2 separate regions of the Zea mays genome follow, and region 2 is linked to region 1. The links are chromatin contacts, called in public Hi-C maps. All regions are on one chromosome and are shown on one strand. Each heading gives the region's core, a stretch centred on a gene start, on an enhancer-like site or on the middle of the called end of the contact. The rest is flanking DNA. Distances are from core to core; before and after follow the strand shown. Region 1 holds the start of LOC103646623 (L-type lectin-domain containing receptor kinase IX.1). Region 2 has its middle 200 kb from the start of LOC100278590.

The links. A called contact is a pair of places that touch in the nucleus more often than the background predicts.
Region 2: a contact with region 1 is called in a Hi-C map of bundle sheath, with 2.8 times the contacts expected there. The contact joins the enhancer-like site here to the promoter of LOC103646623 in region 1. A contact is called at or near these places in 4 of 25 Hi-C or Micro-C datasets (bundle sheath, ear, leaf and 1 more).

What each region holds. Positions count from the first base shown.
Region 1 is chr2:81,114,152-81,120,062 of Zm-B73-REFERENCE-NAM-5.0, forward strand. LOC103646623 (L-type lectin-domain containing receptor kinase IX.1) reads left to right here and starts at 2,673. Exons shown (of 2, transcript XM_008671333.4): 1 at 2,673-4,287. The coding sequence starts at 2,852.
Region 2 is chr2:81,511,199-81,517,109 of Zm-B73-REFERENCE-NAM-5.0, forward strand. No RefSeq gene overlaps it. Among protein-coding and RNA genes, the nearest start is that of LOC100278590, 200 kb to the right of the region's middle. Within about 2 kb of position 3,008, at least 16 of the 20 cell types and tissues checked have an H3K27ac peak or open chromatin away from gene starts, as enhancers often do. A contact at or near this core is called in bundle sheath, ear, leaf and 1 more, where this site is marked.

The DNA.
Region 1 (5,911 bases), core at 1,423-3,922:
CGCTGTTGCAATATCGCTAAAGACCCTGGGTTCTTTTATATGTAACCTGCAGTCCATGCCTATAGGAGAACCATTACAACTAAGTTCGTTTTATTTCAAACTAGACCCCCGAGCTTATGTAAATAGTGTCCACAGCCCATCAAATCTAGGAACTTCTAAACTAAATAAAGAAAATGATTTTCAGTGTAAAAAATAATTATAGAAAACCCAGGAAATTCATAACTAGTTCGTTTTAACCCTGATTTTACCCGTTCAAGTTGCGTTAGCTTCATAATGAAATGGTCTACGCTTTGGTAACACTGTTTCATCATGTAACATATATAACTAATTTGTTTAACCTATGTTTATTGGATTAGCTTTTTGTAGTTAATGAAATATTTTGATTCTATATTTATAATTTGATCTCTAGTCAAGTTATAACCCAGATTAAGAATAGATTAATTATTTCTTTAGAATATCATATCACATGATTTATATTAATCAACATATAACTTAGTTTTAGTATTTAATCACCTAATCTCCCGAAAACTATATATTTTTACCGTAACATCGATCCTAGTGATTCTCGAACCTACGATCTCGTAGCGACGCGTAGAATATTCTTATGCGGATTATTTCTATGTTTTGGTGTAATATTATTTTTACATGCTCTTTGCCTATCTATATCTATGCTACGATAGAAGCGAGGTTGCGAGTCACCGGAAGGCTAAATTGGAGAAGTACCTAGAGTTGAACTAAAAAAGCAAGTTGTGCTATTGATCACTTTTTTACCTAATAATGTTCCTATTAATCACTTTGACATGCTCAGGTTAATTTGATGGGACCTAATAGGTTACCCTAGCTTGGATTACCCCACACCTTGCAAATAAATGAACTATTAGGTAGATTGGCTATGCTCTACCTGGTTTTGGGATTGATGTTATATCTGAATAAGATCATGTTACATGATATTGTTGGTTTAATTATTGTTCATGATAAGATTATTGTGTTAATTCGAACATGGAGCTTAACTTGAGATAATCGTGCTACCACAAGGGTGGAATGGGATGCCCTTGGCTGACTAATTAGGAAACCTAGTGGAGGACAACCTTACCTGAAAGGGGCAAGGGCGATAAAGGAGTTGCCGGTGTAGGGAGGTTCTCGAGTTGATCATGTTGCGATGGCTTTTCAGACGAGGGATTCCTATATCGCTCTTCTCACAAAATCGTAGCGTGTTTTCTGAAGCTAGTAGAACTTTGTAAAAACCTCGTAGTGGATACCTAGCCATTCACCTCGAAAGTGTGCAAGGGCCTTGCAAACCCTGGCTAGATGGGATACACGACTTGTGGGTAAAGGGCACAACCTCTGCAGAGTGTAAAGCTAGTATATCAGTCATGCTCACGGTCAAGAGCGACTTAGGACTCTCGCAAGATTAATTTATAGAATTAAATTTAATCTTTCATTTCATTGCATTGTGGGATTATTATTAATTATGGTCTCTTATTTATTGGGATGGTATCTACTTATACTTAGTAACTGCTAATAAAATTTTGACCAACTTATTAAAAACAACGCTCAACCTTAATCATCTCTTTGGTAAGTCTTACACTTCACATGAGCCCCTACCATAAGTGAGCTCATGCACATTATTCCCCACGACTTGTTGAGCGATGAACGTATGTGAGCTCACCCTTGCACTCACATCTCCAGGTCAAGGACAGGTACCACAAGATAAGGAGCATGGAGGATGTCGCGATGAGTTCGTGAGAGGTCTAGGCTGTTGTCTCCTAGTCAACTATGGTTGCGGAGGATCGTTGTCTTCGTATGATGTTATTATTTAGCTATATTGTACAAAACTTCTACTATATAGTAAAGATGTAACATTTGTTTCTGTACCATTAATCATCATATGTGTGAGACTTGACACTAGCACACATTTGATTCACGTCTGGATTTGCCCTTAAATCCGGGTGTGACATTTAGCATAAGTTACGCCCTATTTCAGAACAGACCGGAATTTTCGAACACCATGCCCACGAAACATGTCTGCGAACTTGTGATCCAGTTGTTTTCAAATTGTATAAAACACAAAAAGTCAAAAAAATCATGAAACTTGTCAACGTGTCATGATATCATATGTAGAGGCTATAATAAAAATTTAATACTATTTCATAAAAGTTGTCACGCACTATATATAGAAACCTAGCCGGCCTCTATAGAATAAAAATATGCTTTGCCGAGTGTAAGGGAAGACAGACGGCAAAGATTAGAGCTTTGCCGATAAAGAAGTCTGTTTGTCGAGTGTCAACGCCTAACACTCGGCAAGTTAATGGCCGTTAGCTATAGACGGCTACTGATGACACTTTGTCAAGGGCGTTTTTCGTCGAAAGTTTGATATTCGACAAAGCCCCCCTTTGCCGAGCGTCCGTGTAGGCCAAGGGTTCAGCCCTCGGCAAAGTTGGTCTGCGCCAAGTGGATTTTTCGTCGAGAGTGACACTCGGTAAAGCTTATTTTGCCGACTGCTCAATAAATTGCACTCGGCAAAAATCGCCACACTCGATAAAGTGTCGGATTCCAATAATAACTGTTTTACATTGTAAATTATAATGTTTATAAAGTAGAGTTTGTAACATAGAGTAAGATAAGAAGTGTGATAGAAAGTCTAGATTGTCTATGTACCGACTGTCGCATGCCTACCGATTGCCGCTAGAACCCTCGTAAAAAATCTGACTAGCTAGCTACTTGTGTAGACCGTCCCGATGCATGGGATCCACTTGACGACCTTCGGTTCGGAATTTGAGTATTACTACTATTAATGAGGCGTGATGATTGACTTATCTCACAGACTCACACACAAGTGCACAACTGAAGTATGCCATTGTCGACAAATTCCATGGCTCTAACAAACTTGTGCTCATGCCCAAGCAGCAGAGCTCATCAGCTGCAGCTTCTATGCTTCTGCTTGGCCCTCTCACTGCATGTCCCTTATCATGCCAATTCTCTCTCCTTCAGCTACAGCTTCTTCAACCCTGATGACTTCAGGCCGGAGGACGACGCGCAGGTCGTCGATGGCAGGATCGAGCTGCTCGGCGACGAGTTCAGAGGGCGTGCCAGGGGGCGGGTGTGGCACAAGCAGCCGGTGCAGCTATGGGACGGCACCACCGGCGAGGCTGCCAGCTTCACCGCGAACTTCAGCTTCAGCATCGAGTCAGTGGCTGGCAAGGGCGCGGCAAGCGCTGGGCACGGCATGACGTTCTTCCTCGCGCCGTACACGCCAAACTTGCCGCAGGAGTCCTACGACGGCTGCCTCGGTCTGTTCGATGAGAGCCAGGCGCTTAACTACTCCAAGTTCAACGCGTCCGGCGACTCGAGGTTCGTCGCCGTGGAGTTCGACATCCGCAAGGACATCTGGGACCCGAGCAGCCAGCACATCGGCATCGACATCAACAGCATGGACTCCCGCGGCGACTACACGGTCTTGCCAGACGGCAGCCTCGTCGACGCCGGCGTGATGTCCGCGACAGTCGTCTACGACAACCGCACGCGCAGTCTTCGCGTCACCCTGATGGTCGGAAGCGTCACTTACACGTCCGTAGCCACCGTGGACTTGAGAAGCTTGCTGCCGGAGAAAGTCGCAGTTGGTTTCTCGGCGGCGACAGGCGACGAGTACAACGCAAACCACACGGTGCTTTCGTTCTCTTTCGCCTCGACGTTGGCAACCAAGAACAGCACCTCCATGCCTGTGACTGTGACCTCGTCCACCAAGAAGGCCACCCTGCAACTCGGCGCTGGAGCGGCCGCCGCAGCGTTGCTGGTTTTCCTGCTCGTCGCCACCGTGGCGCTGCTACTAGTTCGGCGGTCAAGCAGAAGGGGCAAGAAACCATACGATGACGAGCAGCTAACCACAGACGGCGACGACTCCCTCGACGCCGTCGATGACAGCCACTTCGAGTCCAGCACGGGGCCAAAACCTATCCCGTACGCCCAACTCGCGGCGGCGACGAAGGACTTCGCGGCGGAGGGAAAACTGGGGCAGGGCGGGTCGGGGTCGGTGTACCGCGGCCACCTGAAAGAGTCCGGCCTCGATGTCGCCATCAAGGTGTTCTCTCGGGGGGCGTCCATGGAGGGACGGAAGGAGTACCGGGCCGAGGTCACCGTCATCAGCCGGCTGCGGCATCGGAACCTGGTGCAGCTCATCGGCTGGTGCCATGGCCGGAGGCGGCTCCAGCTGGTCTACGAATTGGTCAGCAATGGCAGCCTCGATGACCACCTCTACAGCACAGAGGTGACACTGACATGGCCGACGAGGTATGCGCATGTACCTATCTTATGGTCGCATTCTTACCTTGTCCTAGCTGCTCTACTACTTTTCTCGCTCCCGATGGCCGACTAGTAGCTAGCCGACACATGCACATAACTTGACCGATGCACACGTAGCGATCCGCCAGTAGAACGCTTATTTAATTATTTTGTCAGCTAGCACCTATCCTTTTACGCTGATTAGAATCGGCCAACAAAATTGGCAAGCTTCTCGCGGTCCACTACTACAAAGTAGCTCTACAGTGATAGTTGTAAACTTATTTTCGCTAGTGTTTCTTAGAACCGTCGGTGTTAGAGGCCAATAAAAATCATTATTTTTACAGACGGGGTAACTAAGGACCACCAGTGGAAATCGATTTCCACTGGCAGTTGAGTTAAGAAAACCGTCAGTTGGAAATCGATTTCCACTGGCGATCGACGTAACAAATCCGCTAGTAAAAATTATTTTCAGAAACATTAAACGGGTTTTTAAAGAACAAAAAAATTATTTGAGGAGACGACTCAGCCCACTCACCGTCTCTGTCGCATTTTTCGCGCGCTACGCGGTTGTTAAGAATCGAACCGTCGACCTCACCCTCGCACGTACCCTCCACTACCACTCTACCTATAACATATTTTTTTGTCTAGTTTGTAGTTGTTTTGTCCACGTATCACAATCATTTGAGTGTAAATTGTTTGTTTGAGACCGTAAACGAATTCAAATAAAAAAGTTGTCAACTATAAAGTTGAATAACTTTTGAAGTTCTATAACTTTCATTTTGACACTTTTTTATCCGAGTTAGTTTGCAAAATTTGAATTTTAAATTTGACATACTTAGATTCAATTTTTGAGAACCGAAATGAGTTCAAATAAAAAAGTTGTCAACTACAAAGTTTCATAACTTTTAGAGATCTATAACTTTTATTTTGGTGGTTTTAACATACGACGTCGTTTGAAAAACTCGAAAAATTAAGGATAAAAATGATTTCTAGTGGCGGCTCCTTAAGAAAACCGCCACTAGAAATCGATTTCTACATGCGGTTTCTCAAGAAAACCACCACTAGAAATTATGGATTTTTACAGGCGGTTTTATTAAGTAACCGTCTGTAGAAATACGATTTTTAGTAGCGGTTTTCTTAAGAAACCGCCACTAAAAATAGCACAGATGGTTGATAACCGAATTCGTCTGTAAAAATATATCGTCTCGTAGACTTTGGCCCTTTTTCTACTAGTGGTCTTGCCCGAAGAAGCAGAAACATGTGCCCACGTGGAAAAACCAACAATTCATTCGAGTGGAAATGCCAACATACATAGCTATACGTTCGCAGACACGAAAATCAATTTATAGTTTGATACGGTCTCTACATTTATTATTAGTTTGGCACTCAACGGTTTAAATGGTCTATATATTTATGAAACTTAGCTCACACTACTACAGAAATGCGATTTTTAGAGAGAGGCGTTCTTTTCTTTTTATAGAGGCAACTCTATCAAATTCAACCTTTAAAAAAGATTCATGAGTCAGCTCACCTCATAAATCATTTTTGAGAGACGACAATATGGCTTAGGCTCTTGTGTCTCCCCCCTTTGTCGCTCTTCGATTTGTTCTTGGTTGTTGGGTGGTCCTTCACT
Region 2 (5,911 bases), core at 1,758-4,257, 400 kb after region 1:
AAATGGTTTTAATGTTTACCGATCGTTTCCGACCGTTTTCACCCCTAGCAGTATAGACCTGATTCTTGGTATGTCATGGTTAAGAAAAGCAAAGGCGGTTATACACTGTGCAAGGGGAACTGTAGAACTCACCAGCTCTAAGGGAGAGAGATTTGAAGTTGAAATCACCGTAACTGTCTCTACTAGACCCGTCGTATTTCTAAGTGATGGGAAATTTGTAGGCAACAACATCCGTGTGGTTAGAGATTTCCCAGATGTCTTTCCAGAGGAGTTACCCGGGATGCCACCAGATAGGGAAGTTGAGTTTGTCATTGGTCTCTTACCTGGAACCGCTACCATTTCAAAAAGGCCATATAAGATGTCGATGGAAGAATTAAAAGAACTTAAGAAGCAACTAATTGAGTTACAGGAGGCTAGGTACATTCGTCCAAGTTCCTCACCTTAGGGAGCACCAATTCTGTTTGCATAGAAGAGGATGGATCACTGAGGATGTGTGTGGATTATAGATATCTTAATGATGTTACTATGAATAACAAGTATCCTTTACCCCGCATTGAGGACTTATTTGATCAGATGAGAGGTGCAATGGTGTTTTCCAAGATTGATCTCCGCTGGGGTTACCACTAAATGAAGATTAGGCCATCTGATATTCCCAAGATTGCTTTCTCAACCCGATATGGATTATATGAATTCATAGTTATGTCATTTGGACTAACTAATGCACCATGCTATTTTATGAATCTGATGAATAAGGTGTTCATGGAGTATCTTGACAGATTCATTGTGGTACGCTTCGACGATATTCTTATTTATTCCAAGGGTGATAGTGATCATGAGGAACATCTGCGGTTGGTGCTACAAAAGCTACGGGATAATTGACTCTACGCCAAGTTCAGCAAATGCGAGTTCTGGACTGACGAAGTGACATTCCTTGGGCACATCATCTCTAATGGTGGAATATCAGTGGATCCTGCTAAAGTCAGGGAGATAGTGTAACACCCGGATTTAAAGGATAAAGCCGGGTGCGTCTCATATGTGCACCAACAAAGAACAACACATATAATAACAGAGTGCATAGAGATAAATGTCATAAATATCATAAATGTACTTATTACATAGCAGAATTCTTACAAAATAAATGATAAATATAAAACAAACTAAATATTATTTCCCTGGCGCCACAAAGCTGACTGGGAGGCGCCACCTAGATCAAGTCGAACTCCTCGTTAGGCGGCTCTTCTTGAACCACCTGTTCTTCTCCTGTGGGGGTGTGAGACAGCAAGGGTGAGCTCACATATGTTCATCGCTCAACAAGTTGTGGAGAATAATGTGCATGAACTCGCCAAAGGTGGGAGTTCATGTGAAGTGTAAGGCTGATCAATAAAATAAAGGCTGAAGCTAAGCATTGCTTTTATAAGTTGGTCAAAATTTTATTAGCAGTTACTAAGTGTAAGTAAATACCAAACCTTAGTAACAAAAGTAATAATAAAATAATCCTAATGCGATGCAAATGACAAATTGAGTTCGATTCCATAAATTAATCATGTGAATGTCCGAGCTGCTTATGACCGTGAGCACGACTAGTATACCAGTTTTAAACTCTGCAGAGGTTGCACATCTTTACCCACAAGTCGGGTTACCCATTTTCCACGGGGTTGATTGGACCCCATACACCTCTACCAAGGAAGCGAGGTAGGGTACAACTACGAGGCCTTTACAAAGTTCCACTAGCATCAGAAAAACCGCTACAGTTTATAGGAAGCTCTAGTGCAGGGATCCCTCGTCTGATCGCCATCGCAGCAAAATCAACCCAAGGACCTCCCCACACTTACCACTCCCCTTCTTCCCTTGCCCCTATCGGGTAAGGTAGTCTTCCACTAGCTTTCCTAGTTAATCAGCCAAGGGCGTCCCATACCACCCTTGTGGTAGCACTGTTTTCCCGGGTGGTTGTCCATGTTCCCATTAACATAATGATCTTATCATGAACAGTAAATAATAAACTGATAATAAAAAGTGTAATCATGAGTGATGTATATCTCCATACCCAAAACCACATAAAGTAATAACATGTACTACCCAAAAATTTAGTGGTAAAACAAGGTATTAAGATAGCCAAACTAGGGTAACCTATTGGGTCCCATCAAAATTAACCTATGCAAATCATTATGATTAATAAGAACATGACTGGGTAAAAAGGAAGTGATCAAGGGCACAACTTGCCTTCAACGAGCTCCTGCTCAACGGTCTCCACCTGCTAAACCCGTGGATCCTCTATGGCTTGCTCGTCTACTCGCGTCAATACAAACATACATAGTATAGCAAAAATTAACATCATACCAAACCATAGGACATAATACATGATAATATTCTATGCTGCGTAACGAGATCGTAGGAACAAGAAGCATTAAATTCAGAGTTAGTTATTTAGTTATGAATTTCTGAAGTTATTAAGAACTTAGAATAGAATAATTCAAATAAAAAAATCTTAATTCAAGTTTCATGGCTAAACAGAGGTGCTAAGTCGTGAAGAATATTAAAACAAAATTAATGCCACTAGAATGAATCAATTTGGAATTAAAATGAATTTTATATAAATTATACAAATTTCTAGAATTATTTTTGTATTAAAAATAAATTTCTATAAGTATTTCACTAATTTCTCTGGTTTCTGGATTGGGCGCACAAATACTTAAAAGGCTAGGGGCTTTCTCGAAAGATTTCGCCAGACACAGAGAACCCCGAGGGTGGACCGCGGGTTGTTTTGGTGAATCTGCGAGGGCTCTTTTGCAAAAATCTTGGCCGAAGGGGTATAGAGCTACCAGAGCCGTCCGATCACAATTACACAACTCAGATTAGATCTTTAGGTTTAATAAACCGGTATCCTATTGAGACCGCACGATTTAAGATCTGCGGCCCAAATTTAATGAAACGCTGATCCAACCTCCGCCACCGGATTCGGGATCTACGGTCGCAAGAAGCCTTAGCCGAACCGGTTTCTTTGGTTTGATCTAGTCCGTCCATCAATCAACCCACGGCCAGCCATCTCCGTCAACAACCCTGCCCTCAAGACGGCGGCGCCAGAGCCAGTCACGACGACCGCCATTGCCGACACACGCCGCCTAGTGATTCCGTTCCTAAAACTTCTATCCGAAGGGCGCTTCGCTAAGTAGAAGAGGGAGGGAAATCCCTATGGGCGAACTCACCGAAGACGGCGACCGAGACGATGCTGGCCACGACGAGGGGCGATACCGCGGCGGAGGAGGAGCGTCGACGAGAAATTGTCCATACGCGAGGCGATTTTAGACACCCGCAGCACCCGGATTGACTACTGAGACCCCAGGCGGTGCTCTATGACACTTCCACGGAGCTAAATTATCGTGGAACCGCAGTTGGACTGGCGCCGATATCACCCACCCGCATGGCGATGTCTGCAATTTGCGCGGCGTGGTCTGGGCGGATGCAGTTGTTAGGTCTCGAAGGGTTGGCCCCGGTGTCCTTTTATCTCGGTCAGTGGAGGATGGCGCATACCCGCATGCAATGTGTGCAACAGCCTCGCCCGAGTCTCCCGGCAACACCGCAAGTCCGCGAACCATGGCGAGAAGAAAGGGGAGGTGGAGACACTGTGCCCTGGGTCCCACATGGCGGTGTTTAGGCACCTATTTGCAACCGACGGGGCGGGCCCACCTGTAGGAGCCAAAGGCCGATCCTCACATAAGCGCGGGTGTGTGGCCGACGGGCAGGGCCCATGTGTCGGCACGCATCTCATCCCTGGGCCACGAAGGAATCGTTCTTGGGCCCGTTTGGAGAACCCAGGCCCAAGCGGCGGTTTAATCTTTTTCTTTTTCTTATTTTTATTTTCTGCTCCTTTTCTTTTCTTATTTTTATTCCATTTTAAATTCAAAGTGTGTGGCAAATTTATATTCACATTAAATGTTCAGGTTGAACATAGTATGGTAATTATTTATTTATTTATAATTTTTATTTTGTTTTGTATAGTATTTCTCTCTTTCTATATTATTTCCAATTTTCCCCAATTTGCAATTTTGGGGTTAAATCCAAATTCTCAACTCTTTATTATCTTTTTATCCATATTACTATTTTATTAAATGCACAAACAACTAAACTCCAGCATGACGCACATTCTTTTATTTAGTATGTTTATTGGTAGTCAGGGTCAATCCTATGATTTGAAATATGCAAAAATGAAAATAACAACACGAGTGGTCAAATGAACCTTTTATATTTCTCTTTTCTTGTACATTCTATTACTCTCACTATTTGGGTATTACAAATAATGGTGTGGAGCATACCCAGTACAGTTACTGATGTCCGGAGTTTCTTAGGACTTGCAGGCTATTATCAGTGATTTATTGAAGGGTTCTCTAAGATTGCTAAGCCTATGACCTCAATTTTAGAGAAAGGAAAAAATTTCAAATGGACCTGGAAGTGCCAAGATAGTTTCAATCAACTGAAGTTAAGATTGATGTCACCCCCAGTGTTGATTATGCCGGATCTGCAAAAGGGATTTGATATCTATTGTGATGCGTGCGACTAAGGCTTGGGATGTGTTCTTATGAAAGAAACATGAGTTGAACTATCCCACTCATGACTTAGAACTGGCAGCCGTAGTGCATGCGCTGAAGATATGGAGACATTATATAATGGGAACAAAGTGCCAAGTGTACACCGATCACAAGAGTTTGAAATACATATTCACTCAGAAGGATCTCAACCTTAGGCAACGCTATTGGTTGGAGCTCATTAAGGATTATGATTTCGAGATTCACTATCACCCAGGCAAGGCGAATCTAGTTGCGGATGCCTTGAGTCAGAAGGAACACGTCCATGTAGCTATTGTTACCCAGCAACCCGATGAGCTTGTTGAGGATTTCAGGAGACTCAACCTGGGAATAGTTGCACATACTGAAGGAGTCACTATTGAAGTGGAACCTACCTTAGAGTAGGAAATACGCAAGGGTCAAATGGGTGATGCTAAAATACAAGAGATCAAAGATATGATTACTGAAGGTAGAGGTTCAGAATTCACAAAGGATGAGCAAGGTACAGTATGGTTCCAGAACCAAATATGTGTTCCTGAGATTGACAGCCTCCATGACACTATATTGAAGGAAGCCCATGATTCTGATTACTCTATCCATCTTGTTAGCACTAAGATGTATTAGGACTTGAAGCAGAAGTACTGGTGGTATGGGCTGAAAAGAGATGTGGCTGCACACGTGGCTATGGGTGATGTGTGCCAAAGAGTCAAAGCTGAACACCAAAGACTAGCCGGATTATTGCACCCGTTAAAGATACCCGAATGAAAGTGGGAAGAAATTGGTATGGATGTCATTGTCAGTTGCCTCGCACCTCAAAGTGTTATGATTCGATATGGGTGATTGTGGACAGGCTAACCAAAGTAGCTCACTTCATTCCGGTCAAGACTACTTATAAAGGTTCTGAGTTGGCAGAGTTATACATGGCTCGGATTGTGTGTTTACACGGTGTACCAAAGAAGATTGTTTCCGATAGAGGCACACAGGTTACCTTCGGATTTTGGAAAAGCTTTCATGAGAATATGGATACAATGTTGAGTTTTAGTTCGGCCTATCACTGATGGCCAAACTGAAAGGACTAATCACGTACTGGAGGATATGTTGAGGGCTTGTGCCCTTCAGCATGGAGGCAGTTGGGACAAGAGTCTACCATATGTTGAATTCTCATATAATAATAGTTACTAGTCCAGTCTGAAGATGTCACCATTTGAAGCTTTATATGGCAGGAAGTGTAGGACTCCTCTATATTGGGATCAGACTGGAGAAAGATAGTTCTTTGGGCCTGAACTTATTCAAGATGCAGAAGAACAAGTCCGTATAATCCAGGAGAACTTGAGGGTAGCTCAGACTAGGCA